2 separate regions of the Rattus norvegicus genome follow, and region 2 is linked to region 1. Evidence: chromatin contacts called from public Hi-C data. All regions are on one chromosome and are shown on one strand. The core of a region is the stretch at or near the end of the contact, and the rest is flanking DNA. Distances in the headings are between cores, read along the strand shown.

The links. A called contact is a pair of places that touch in the nucleus more often than the background predicts.
Region 2: a Hi-C map of kidney shows a contact between it and region 1, with 2.8 times the contacts expected there. The contact joins two enhancer-like sites. A contact is called at or near these places in 2 of 12 Hi-C or Micro-C datasets (kidney and mammary epithelial cells).

What each region holds. Positions count from the first base shown.
Region 1 is chr1:232,261,531-232,267,271 of GRCr8, reverse strand. Dock8 (dedicator of cytokinesis 8) reads right to left here. Exons shown (of 48, transcript NM_001037793.2): 46 at 5,346-5,452; 47 at 1-149. Among named protein-coding and RNA genes, the nearest start is that of Kank1, 120 kb to the left of the region's middle. Within about 2 kb of position 3,206, at least 5 of the 93 cell types and tissues checked have an H3K27ac peak or open chromatin away from gene starts, as enhancers often do. A contact at or near this core is called in kidney, where this site is marked.
Region 2 is chr1:232,516,381-232,522,121 of GRCr8, reverse strand. No RefSeq gene overlaps it. Among named protein-coding and RNA genes, the nearest start is that of Dmrt1, 50 kb to the left of the region's middle. Within about 2 kb of position 2,706, at least 4 of the 93 cell types and tissues checked have an H3K27ac peak or open chromatin away from gene starts, as enhancers often do. A contact at or near this core is called in kidney, where this site is marked.

The sequences.
Region 1 (5,741 bases), core at 1,957-4,456:
ATATGGGCTTGTAGAGCTCTGGGATTTTCCGCTCAATCATGGGCCTGAGGCTGTCCTTCAGCCTGTTGTAGTTCTTCTTGAGTTCCTGCTGGTACTCCCGCTGCTCTGCGGTAATGAGTCTCCTGTTCTTCTCTACGGCCTCACCGCATCTGAGGGAGAGAGAAGAAGTTGCATGTCCTCAGCGTTTGTATTTTAGCGGCTTGGAGAACAGTATCAGTAAGTCTGCTTCTTGAGGACCTCTGCCCTTGTCTAAATGTTTCCTTAAGGCACAGTGCTCAAGCATTGGCTATCCACTGATGGGTACTGTGTACCACGACTGCATCACGGGGCTCTGGAACTCATCCATAGACTAGTCCATGGATAGGGTCACAGTCTGATGGGCAACTGGGAAAAAACACTGGTAGCACCTCAGTGATGGGAGTGAGTCCTTGAAATGACCTTGGAGGTATATCTTGTCTGTAGCTTCATCATCCCTTTTCTTTTATATCCTGGCCACTGTGACATAACAAGCCTCCTCAAAAACATGCTCCCAACCACACTGTCCTGCCTTCCTGCAGGCCAAAGTAATGGACCCAATTGATCATAGACTGAAACCCCAGAAACTGTGAACCAAATAAATCTTTACTGCTGGCAAGTGTTTTTGGTCACCACGATGTCAAGTTGTGGAACCACAACCTCTAATATATGTGAGTATGTGTGTGTGTGGTATGTGTGCGGTGCATGTCAACATGTATGATATGCATATGCCTGTGCTAGCACTCACAGGTCAGAGGAGGACATGGGGTAGCTCCCTCTGTCACATCTGCCCTATCCCTTTGAGCAAGGTCTCCTGTTGAGCCTGTGGCTTACGATCTCTGCCGGGGCAGTCCAGCAGACCTTAGAGATACCAACCTTTCAGTCTCCCCTTATCCTCATTGCTGGGGTTACCAGAAGGTGTGGGACCTCGTGCTTGTTACAGGAGTGCTGGGATCTGAACTCAGGTCCTTATATCTGTGCAGCCAGTGCACATACCCGGTGAGCTATTAGTGCAGCCCCACTGAGAGTGTTTTCAACCCTGATGGCTTATCAGCTCCCCCACAGAGCTTTCAAGAAGCAGACTTTTAGGCCTTGCCTTAGAAGCCCGAGTCAGAACTGTGGGGTTCTACCTGAACCTCCAGCATTCAGCTTAGAGCCTTGAAGAAAGTTAACTTACTTGGGCAAATGGGCTTAGAAAAATGCTGCCCAGAGAAGTGGAAAACAAACTTGCTATGAGCACGAGGCCTTTAATGAGAAAGTTGTTTTGCAACATTGAAATCTGAAGCTTGTACCACACACATACCTCCTCTCCAATGCATTAAACTAAGAACCATTCTGGGTTATTTAAGTCCTGAGGCATCTGGAACCTGAAAGTCCCTCACCTGCCCCCACCCCCATAATCTGTTGGGGTATATGGCACAGCAGGAGCAATTCCTGCCTAAGAGGAGCTTGTGAGAGAAAGGAGAAGCCTAAACTTACAGATTAAAAACATTGAGGAGAGAGAGAGAGAGAGAGAGAGAGAGAGAGAGAGAGAGAGAGAGAGAGAGAGAGAGGCAGAGGCGCACGCACACCCTGGCTCAGATTTCTTTTTAGCATGCTTAACTTAGCCATCCTTAGTGTGTCAATGGAGACCCAATGTCATAGAGGTCATCCATTGTTAACCTGATTCCTAGAAGCCTCACGCCATTTAACACCCCTGAAACCTCCAGATCTGTTTCCATGCACACTGAGTAAGTTCCTTTTTGACCCAAACCATCTTAAAAACCACCAACTTCACACCTTGCTGTCTGACTCTGAGCCAGCATACGTACTGCCAGGGCAGTGGCCACATGTTCCTGCAAAGGTGTACGGAATATGGCTGGCTCTAATTCAAATATAAAAATTAAAATTTAAGTCACTTAATCCTTCTAAAAGTCAGTTTTTATTTTATTTTACTTAACTTTTAAAAATCATTTATTTTTATGTGTGTGTGTGTGCGTGCGTGCGTGTGTGTGTGTGTGTGTGTGTGTGTGTTTGCTTATGTATACACATGACTGCAAGTGCCTGATGAGGTCAGAGGTGTTGGATCTCTCTGAGCTGGCTTTGCCTGCCTCTGCCTCCCAAGTGCTAGGATTAAAGGCAAGGGCCACACCTGGCTTATGGTGTCTCTCTTTCTCTCTCTGTCTCTCTCTGTCTTTCTGTCTCTCTCTCTCTCTCTCTCTCTCTCTCTCTCTCTCTCTCTCTCTCTCTGTCTCTCTCTCTCTGTCTCTCTCTCTCTCTCTCTCTCTCTCTCTGTCTCTGTCTCTCTCTCTCTCTCTAACTCAGCACTTTGCCCATTTTTTGAATCTGTAAGTTTGGCTTGTCATTTCTCTCATAACCTCATTTTAGGCAGGGATTGTTCTGTGTGTGGGTGGTTGTGTCCCCTAAGAAAGTAAGTGCATGGAGTGGCAGACAATTGTGAGCTACTTAATGTGGGTGCCGGGAACCAAACTCAGGTTCCTTGAAAGAGAACAGTACACACATTTAACTGTGGACCTACCTTTCCAGCCCCTGGAATCACTTCATGTTTATAATTTGTTAATTGTGATTGTATGTGTGGTGTGTATGCACATGTGTATGTAGGTACATGCATAGAGAAGCCAGAGGAAGACATCAGGATTTTTCTTGAGACAGGGTCTCTTACTGACCTGGGAACTAGGTTGGTGACCAGCAAACCCCAGCCATTGTCCTGTGTCTGCCCCACTCCTCCGCTGGGGTCACAGGGCTTTCAGCTCTGTGCAGTCATCGTTACGGTTTTCATTGTTCCCCAGTGGTGTCTACCTTAACCTGTCGGTTTCTCCTCACCTCTCCTCTTTGTTGCTCTTTGATAAGTTGTTGTTTTGGTTTTTTTTTTTTTAAAGATTTATGCACAGCAGCATTTGGGTTTTTATGTAGGTAGCAGGGATTTGAACTCAAATCCTCAAGCGTGCACAACAGTGTTCTTATCCACTGAGCTATCTCCCAAGCCCCAGACCTTTGCAGGAATGAGAACAATCACATTAAGGGAGAGAAAGTCCAGAAACCATTGCAGTGCCTCTGACGGTCCAGTAAGTCTGGGAGAAGAGGGAGGAGACACTCGTGACATTTGTCTGCTTGCGTTTATGAACCTTCCAGGCATTTCCTCTTGGGAAAAGGCAGAGAAGACTTTGTCCTCACTTGGCAGCCATTGGGAGGGTACCAAGAGGCTGGCAGTGCTGACCGCTGCATGCCAGGTTGCCAGACCTTCCGGCTGAGTCTGATCGGCTACGGCTGACTCAGAAGCCACTCTCTGGGGCAGGAGAAGCAACTACAGACTTGGCCGGGGCTGTGCCCACAGAGCAATCCTTACGGGAAGGCTGGCTGGGGTCTCCTTTGAGCTCTGGTATATCCACCAGCCTCCTGAGGAGCTGAGGTGACAGAACCCACTGAGGAGGAGGCCCAGCAGGGGGCTACCCTGCCAGTGAGTCACCTGGAAGCAAGCACTTGACACTGTTGTCCATGTTCTCAAATAGTGGCAGCTTCCCCATTGGAGGCAGCAAGCAAGGAGGAGAGGGAAGCTTCAGCCACTGCTGTGAGGGGAGCTTACATGTCCTTACACTCACTTTAAACGTACAGTTTGATGAGCTACCATTTCTGACCTGTCTGGAGTGAAGAGGGGGAAGTTAACTGTGGTTGTGTCTTAGATGTGGTAGTAGCAGGCAGCATTGTTCTATCTATGGCCTTTCTGCGTTAGGAGGTCACCTCTCCATTCCAGTGGTACAGAGTGTATGTATGCTGGATCGGGCGGCAGGCCGCATGGACAGCTGCTTCAGAACGGCTGTTTGAGCATACTTGTCTTTTTGAAGGGAGGAAGACAAAAGGGAGAGCCTGAAGAGATAAGGTTTGGGGAGCTTGGGGTGGGAGTGGGGTTGTATAAACAGGAGTCAAGCAAATGGCAGCAAACAAACAAACAAACAAACAAACAAACAAAAGCCAGAGTCTTGGGTCCTACTCCATGCTTGCTGAACCAGTCTGCATTTGATTTGATTTAATTTGATAGGCGCCATCTGGTTTCTCCAGAGCATTGCTACTAGAGAGTTTTGTTATGCTTCCTAGGCTGGTCTGGGGCACGCTATGTCCATCAGAGCTGACCCCAAACTCACAGCAAGTCTCTTGCCTCAACTCGCTGAGAATAGCACTTTTAAAGACTTCGAATTAAAGGATCATCTTAGGAAGAGAAATGTCACCTGCCCTTGCGCTCTGACTGTAGTTTCCAGAGGCCTAGAGTACGCCCAGTAGGGACTGGCTAGGGCCCTTCATGCTATGAAAAGGAAACATGCCATCAAAAAAGGAAACCAAATATACCAGCATTCCTAGATGTCATCTATTGTATAAGTCAGTTCCAGATATCCGTGCTTCACTGAAGGAAGAAATGTTTCCCCTCACACAGCGGAGTTGGGCATTTCTCCAGTTTATGATGAGGCACAGTCTCAAACTTCACCAGCCAGCAGCCCTCTAGTGGGTCGTCACTCAATTGGGCAAACTAACTGGCGCTTCCTTTCTCTCTGTCCACCATGCCAGACTATTCCTGTACTTGGACATTGCACCAAGGTTCTGCGTGTAAAGGCAATTGGTACAGATGCTTCTGACGATTTTCTCTCTTATGAGTGAAGTGGCATCATACCCTATCTCATCATTTTTTTTTTTTCCTTTCAGGACCACTGGAGACTTGAGGTAACTGTCTGTGTTGCAAAACTCACAAGGCCCTGCCCAGGGAGCCATTTTCTGACTAGGCTGAAACAGCTACCCTTAATGGCAGCTGTGCACAAGTCAGTAGGACAGGTGACGCTGGCTTGTGTGGGAATGCATCGTCTTCTTTGCAAAAGGCCACTTTTAGACCCTTTCCTAGTTTTAGGCTCCTATAGTAAGTCACTGTACGATTTGCAGAACTGCACACTACAAATGCAGACAGCTTTGACTTAGTGTTTCAGTGACTACCAGACCAGACAGAAGCAGGGATGGCCAAGAGCTAGAAGACTGCTGCAGCTCAGCCCTGCTGCCAACTGGCTGTGTGGCCATCAGTGAACTCACCCCCGCCCCCCATCTCCAAACCTCCCATGCCTCGTGTGTAAAGCGAAGATGATGATATCTGTCTTACAACATGACTGTGAGGACAGTGCCACGGCAGCCATGAAGCAGCCTGCACAAAAAGTGTTAGTTTCTTAGGGATAGTACAAGCACTGTTGCTCTACGGCCCTGGACCTTAAGGTTCAGCGTGTGTGTGTGTGTGTGTGTGTGTGTGTGTGTGTGTGTGTGTGCGCCCAGGCTTCGGTGTCCCCCACCTCCCTTCTTACCGCATTATGAACTCCTTGAAGCATAACCTCAGCTTGTTGTGATGCCGGTAGAGTTTTGGGTCAGCCGGAATTTCAGCCAAGAACACTTGGGCCACCTCCAGTGGGCCCTGATGGAGAAAGAGAAACACGATATGGAATTGGAATGAAAGTTAAATTACTTGGGAGAGAGAGAGAATGTGGGGAGGGCTCCTTACTTTGATCATTTAATTTTGTAGCCTGTTTTGCTAAAACAGAAAGCCTAGGGAGGTCTTGAGTTTCTCAGGAAATTGATTCCTGAGGAGGACCAGAGCTTCAGGAGAATACAGACTGGTATGAGAGCGTCTTCGCAATCCAATGCTAACCCTACAGCTTTCCCTTCATGCCACAGGGTAACGTGACAGCAGCGAAGCCTACTGC
Region 2 (5,741 bases), core at 1,457-3,956, 260 kb before region 1:
AGAGAGAGAGAGAGAGAGAGAGGAGGGAGGAGGGGGCGCCCAGGTGTCAGGAAGGATGCCTTTGTTCTCATTCAAGAGGCAAAGGCAGACAAATTTTTATCTTTAAGGTCAGCCTGGTATATATTGTAAATTCTAGGCCATCCAGGACTACATGGTAAAGTCCTGTCTCAATATCTTTGCCCATGGAAGGAAGGAAGGAAGGAAGAAGGGAAGGGAGGGAGAGAGGGAGGGAAGGAGAAAGGAAGGAAGGCAGGCAGGTACCCCCACCCACAGAAGGAATCAATCAATCAACCAACCAATCAATCAATCAATGTTTAAGTCTTTAAAGAGAGTTCATGATATCTGGGATTGGAACACCAGGATCCCCAAGGCTTTAACTGTGTGAACTTGATTTCTCTGTTCATTCAGGGAAAATTTATAATGAACTTCCATCCAGACCACACATGAGGATCACAGGGTGAGCTTGTAAATATCAGCAATGAGCCAACCCCACAGATGGAGGGTGGGGGCGGGGCCCGGAACTGCTCCCTAAGAGATTGCAATGTTCGAAGAAGGAGGTTGAAAAGACCGGGCTAGCCTGAGCTGGGGGGGAGGGGTGCCCCCTCCCCTCTTAGTGAGAGGGACCCCACCAAGGGGTCCAGGTGTTCCAATCCCAGGTATCCTAGACTTTCTTTAACTAGGGCCAGAAGTGCTAAGTATCAAATAAGTAAACCAGTAGTTTTTCAAACAGCTCTTGGAGAGGGCAAGCTTTAAGGACCACTGGACCAAGTCTCCTGCCCCCTGGGTTTGAAAAATGGTTGCTCTTTGCTCATAATAGCCGCTCTCCTTGGGGATTTCCCTGGCATTTGGATGTAAAGAGTCTGCATTTTTAAAGCTGTCCAAATACCTATTTGTGCTGCAGACCATAACTCCTCTCCGTAGGCTTCTATGCTTCATCAAGTAAATGATACACATCTCAAAACCTATCTGGAGAGACATTTACCTGAGGGACTCTGTGTGTGCGCTTGTGTGCGTGTGGATGTGTATGCATGTGCCTATAGTTCCATGGCTCACTGGCTAAATAAACTCTTCTAACCATTTTAAACAGACACAGCTAGCAAGATGTCATTTTTGTTTCCCTTACACACTGTGAAACACCATAGTGTACAATGGGCTCGCTTAGCTGTTTTTATTATGAATTTCACATTTTATTTTACTTATTTATTTCATTATGAATTTCACATGCTTCACTGAAAGGAAAAAATTTTAGGGGCCAGTAAGATAGCTCAGTGAGGCCAAGTCTGCCTACCTGAGTTCCATCCCTGAAAGGAGAGAATTGAGCCCCTCAAGTTGTGCTCTCTGTCCTCTACACACACACACACACACACACACACACACACACACACACACACACACACACACACACACATGTATGCACACACAGGCACACACACATTCTCTCTTTAAATAAATAAATATTTTTAAAAAAGGAAAAGGGGATTAAATTTTTCAGTACTGAATATGAAGCAGGAATATGGATGGCACCAATTTCTCCACCATTTTAATATTGGGGCTTGAGCTCTGTCTGTACTAGCAAGACACCTCACCACTAGCCACACCCCTATCCCTGGTTTTCCCTTTTACTGGTTGTCTTAGTCACTGTTCTATTGCTTTGAAGAGACACCACAACCCAGGCAACTCTGACAAAGTTCCAGAGGTTCAGTCCATTCTCCTCATGTCAGAGAGCACGGCAGCAGGCAAGTATGTGCTGGAGAGGGAGCTGAGAGCCACACCCGATCCACAAAAAGACTCACGCTGGGCTCAGTGTGGATCTCTCTCTCTCTCTCTCTCTCTCTCTCTCTCTCTCTCTCTCTCAGCAGCCAGGAAGGAAGATGTGAAAAGATGAATGGACGCTGAACACAGGTACCCAGCCGTGTGGCTGTATGTAGCTCAAAATAATGGGTTATTTAGTTACGATCTAGTCAGAGAAGAGCCTAGCTATATGGCCAAGGTATTTGTAAATATATTTTGAGTCTGAATCTTATTTCTGGGAGCATGGGGGGCTGAAAGGCAGTACCAAGGCTAACTTCTACAATCAGCCTTCCTTTTGGGTATGTGTATATGTGTGCATGTTCACGTGTGTGCATGTTCAAGTGTGTGCATATGTGTGCAGAAGCCAAAGGATAACCTGGGTTATTCTTCAGGCTTCATTCACTGTTTTTTTGTGAGATAAAGTTACATATTGGCCTGGAACTCACCAATTAAGATAGGCTGTCTGGCCAGTGGACGCCAATGACTCCCTGGTCTCTACCTCACAGTGTTGGGATTACATGTGTGTGCCACTATATTTGGCATTTAAAATGTGCTTACAGTGCAAGCACATCACCGATGGAGTGCTCTCCCTGTTTGGCTCTCTGCAAGCACAATGGTCACAGTTTATAGACGATTATTCTTAAAATCCTTGTTCAACAGATGTAGAAGCTAACGCTTAACAGCCATGCCCTTGCTCCAAAGTCTCAGGTGGAGAGCGTGACAAACATGACCAGTCCAGTCAAGTCCAAGAGCCCTTTCTTTCTCCCAGTACCATGGTGGCACTAGTTCTCCACAACATTCCCGGGTTCTCTGAATGATGAGGTGGTAGCCATGAAAGACTGAAGAGAGGATTCCATCCTTGGAAGTGTAAATGGAAGAGGCTGCAGTATCCTATATGGACACTAGGTGGCAGAGGACCACTGGGCTCCGCAGGTCCAGCTCTGCCAGACACTTGCTTCCTGTGAGCTGTACATTAGCCAGAGGTTGTTAGGTCTGGCTATAAATCTTTAACTCTAATGAGAAGAAAAGGCTAGGTGTAGCTATTAACTAGTTACCCGAGTTTTAAAGGTTTCTCACTTTACTCGCGTTAGTTTTACATAGTTGCCACCAAATACACGACAGAAACTACTTAAAGAACAAGGACTTGGGGCTGGGGATTTAGCTCAGTGGTAGAGCGCTTACCTAGGAAGCACAAGGCCCTGGGTTCGGTCCCCAGCTCCGAAAAAAAGAACCAAAAAAAAAAAAACAAAAAAAAAAAAACAAGGACTCATTTTGGCTCAGGGTTTGAGGGCACAGTTCACCATGGCAGGGAATGTGTGACAACGTTTATGGTGTTTGTGGTGTCAGGAATGGGCGCCTGGGATCCTTACATCTAGGTGGACATGGAAGCAGGGTGTTTCAGTCAGTTACCAGGCTAAATCTTAAGGTTGCCCTCTAGTGGCCAGCTTCTTCTGGAGGCTTCCCCCTCGAAGGGTTTCCAACTTCCCAGAACAGCGCCACTCTGGGGACCAAGTGCCTAAACACACCAGCCTGTGGGAGACTTTCACAGTCAGACCATAATATTACCCCGGGGCACAAAAGAGGCATTAAAGGCTGAAAAGCCGGCATGAAAGGAGAAAAGACCCACAACACATCGTCAGTACAGCACAAGGCAAAAATTCCACTTAAATCCCTCTTTTAAATGAAAGAGCTTAAAATTAAACCCTCGTGATTGCTCACTTAGAAACATTTAATGATATATGTCATTTAATTCTGACCTTTTTTTTTTTTTCCTTAAGGAAACAAGAGCTGCTTAAGTTCCCCTCCTTCGTTTTCCTGGAGGGAAAAATGCTATTCTTCTGGTTGTAAAAAGAAAAGTACGTAATCTCATTCATTGGAGAGAAGTGGGGTTCTGTGGTGTTTTGTGTTGGGGTGATGGTATTTGAGAATGTTGGAGGTAAGACATCACAAATCATGTTGTGGGCGACAATTATTGGCAGAAGTGGGCTCATCTTTTGAGTTTGCCTGAGGAATGAACAAAGTGAAGGTAGGGGCTGGGTCTACTTCGTCCCAGAAAGCCCTCTTGTAACCATTATTTCAAGACAAATTAGAGACATGCAGTGGCCTAGAAGGGACTCTGCCTTTTTTCAGAATGGTCTGGCGAATCCCCTAAAAAGCAGTGGGTCCCTCCCTTTAACTGCGTGAAATCTAAAGCATTCTTCTTTGAATGACATGGTGGCTGGTAATTTAAGCTTCCTGCCGCAGGGAATGCTCACAGAACTATCCAGTATTAGCATTTGGTGTCTGAGAAGTGAGGGTAGGAGCCATAACCATGGGACGCAGCAGAGAGGCCTCTGTACCAAGGCCACGCCTTCCTATCCTGTGGCTTGGGATCTTGCATTGGGATGGTATTCTGATTACTTAGTCCCTGGTTAAACTGGATTCAACTTCCAAACGGATGCATATCATATACTATGCTCAATCCTGATCAGTCTGTGACTACCAGCACTGTGACCAGTCCCCTCGTTGAGGGCTGTGATGTAGTTCTTTGCAAAGGTACCCAGTGTTCAAAATGAGGGAGCTCAGGGCCCTTGGATGTCTACTGGACACTCTGGAAAGGGGTCTAAGCAGTAGATGGAGGGACGCCACCACTGAGGGCCAGAACCTCCTGGGACAACTGGCTTGGCACAGTGGGGGAGGTGGGAGGAGCTTGATGGGACTTGGATCTAACTTTAGAGGAAACTTCCTCAGGCCTGCTGAGGAGGAGATGAGCAGATCCTGGGTAACTTTAAGAAGGAATGCCGTGCCACATTGAAGAGGCCAAAGAGAGAGCAACTTGGACACCCTCCAGGCAAGCCAGGAGAGACACCGTAATGCTCTGAACTGAGGAAGCAGCGGTGGGAGAAAGGAGGAGAAACTGGTGGGTGTCAGGACAGCCTGGCCGAGGCGATGTGGCGAGGTAGCATGTGACGGTACGGATGCACCAGGGGACCGTTGGGAGGTTCCGCCTGGGCGGCAGGTTAAAAGCACTGCTTCGGAGATGGAGAGAATGAAGGTTCTAGATTGCACCAGGGAGTGGTGAGATGGCAGAGCCATGTACTGAGAACAGCACAGGTCTGGTGAGGCCCAGTGTGTGCTGCCTGACAGAGCTCTCAGTCCTTGGAACATAGAGCTTTCCTCTCTGCACTACGAGATAGCCTAGAACAGTGTCTCTCAACCTGTGGGTCGAGACCCCTTTGAGGGGTCGAATGCTCCTTTCACAGGGGTCACCAAGACTATTGGAAATTTATATTACATTATATTACAGATATTTACATTATAACTCAGTTATGAAGTAGCAATGAAAATAATTTTATGGTTTGGGGTTGGTATGTGGTTCCTCACCACAACTTGAGGATCTGTATTAAAGGGTCGCAACAGCATTAGGAAGGTTGAGAACAACTGGCCTAGAGGTTCCTCAGAAGGGCCTCATTGCTGACCAGCAGGCTGTGTTCATTTGCTTGTCCCTTCCCACCATGGCGGCTTGCTGAGCTCAGTCAACATCACAGTGCACGGCCCAGTGGGTGTGGCGGCCCAGCCATTATCCCTGTTTGTAGGGTACCCAAGTATGATACTTGCTTTTATTTGAACACCTCTGTACTTGTAGAAGGATGCTAGTGAGAGAAAGGAGAGAAAAACACCCCAAACCAGAGAGAAAAACGAACTTACCCCAAGCAAAACTGCCACCATTTCCATGGTTTCTGTGCAGGTTACAGAGGCTCTGTCAGTGCAGGCTCCCGTGACTTCCCAGCTGTGACAGCCTCAGAGAAAGCAGCTGCAGACTCTCTTTGTCTTTCCTTCTAGAAGTTTCCTCATGGTCAATAAGTACTGCTGTCTTCCTATGTGAACGGATTCCTTCTGGTCCTAACTTGCACAAGGTAGAGCGTCAGGCTTCAGGGTCTCGGGATACTCAACTGTGAAGAACTCTGGTC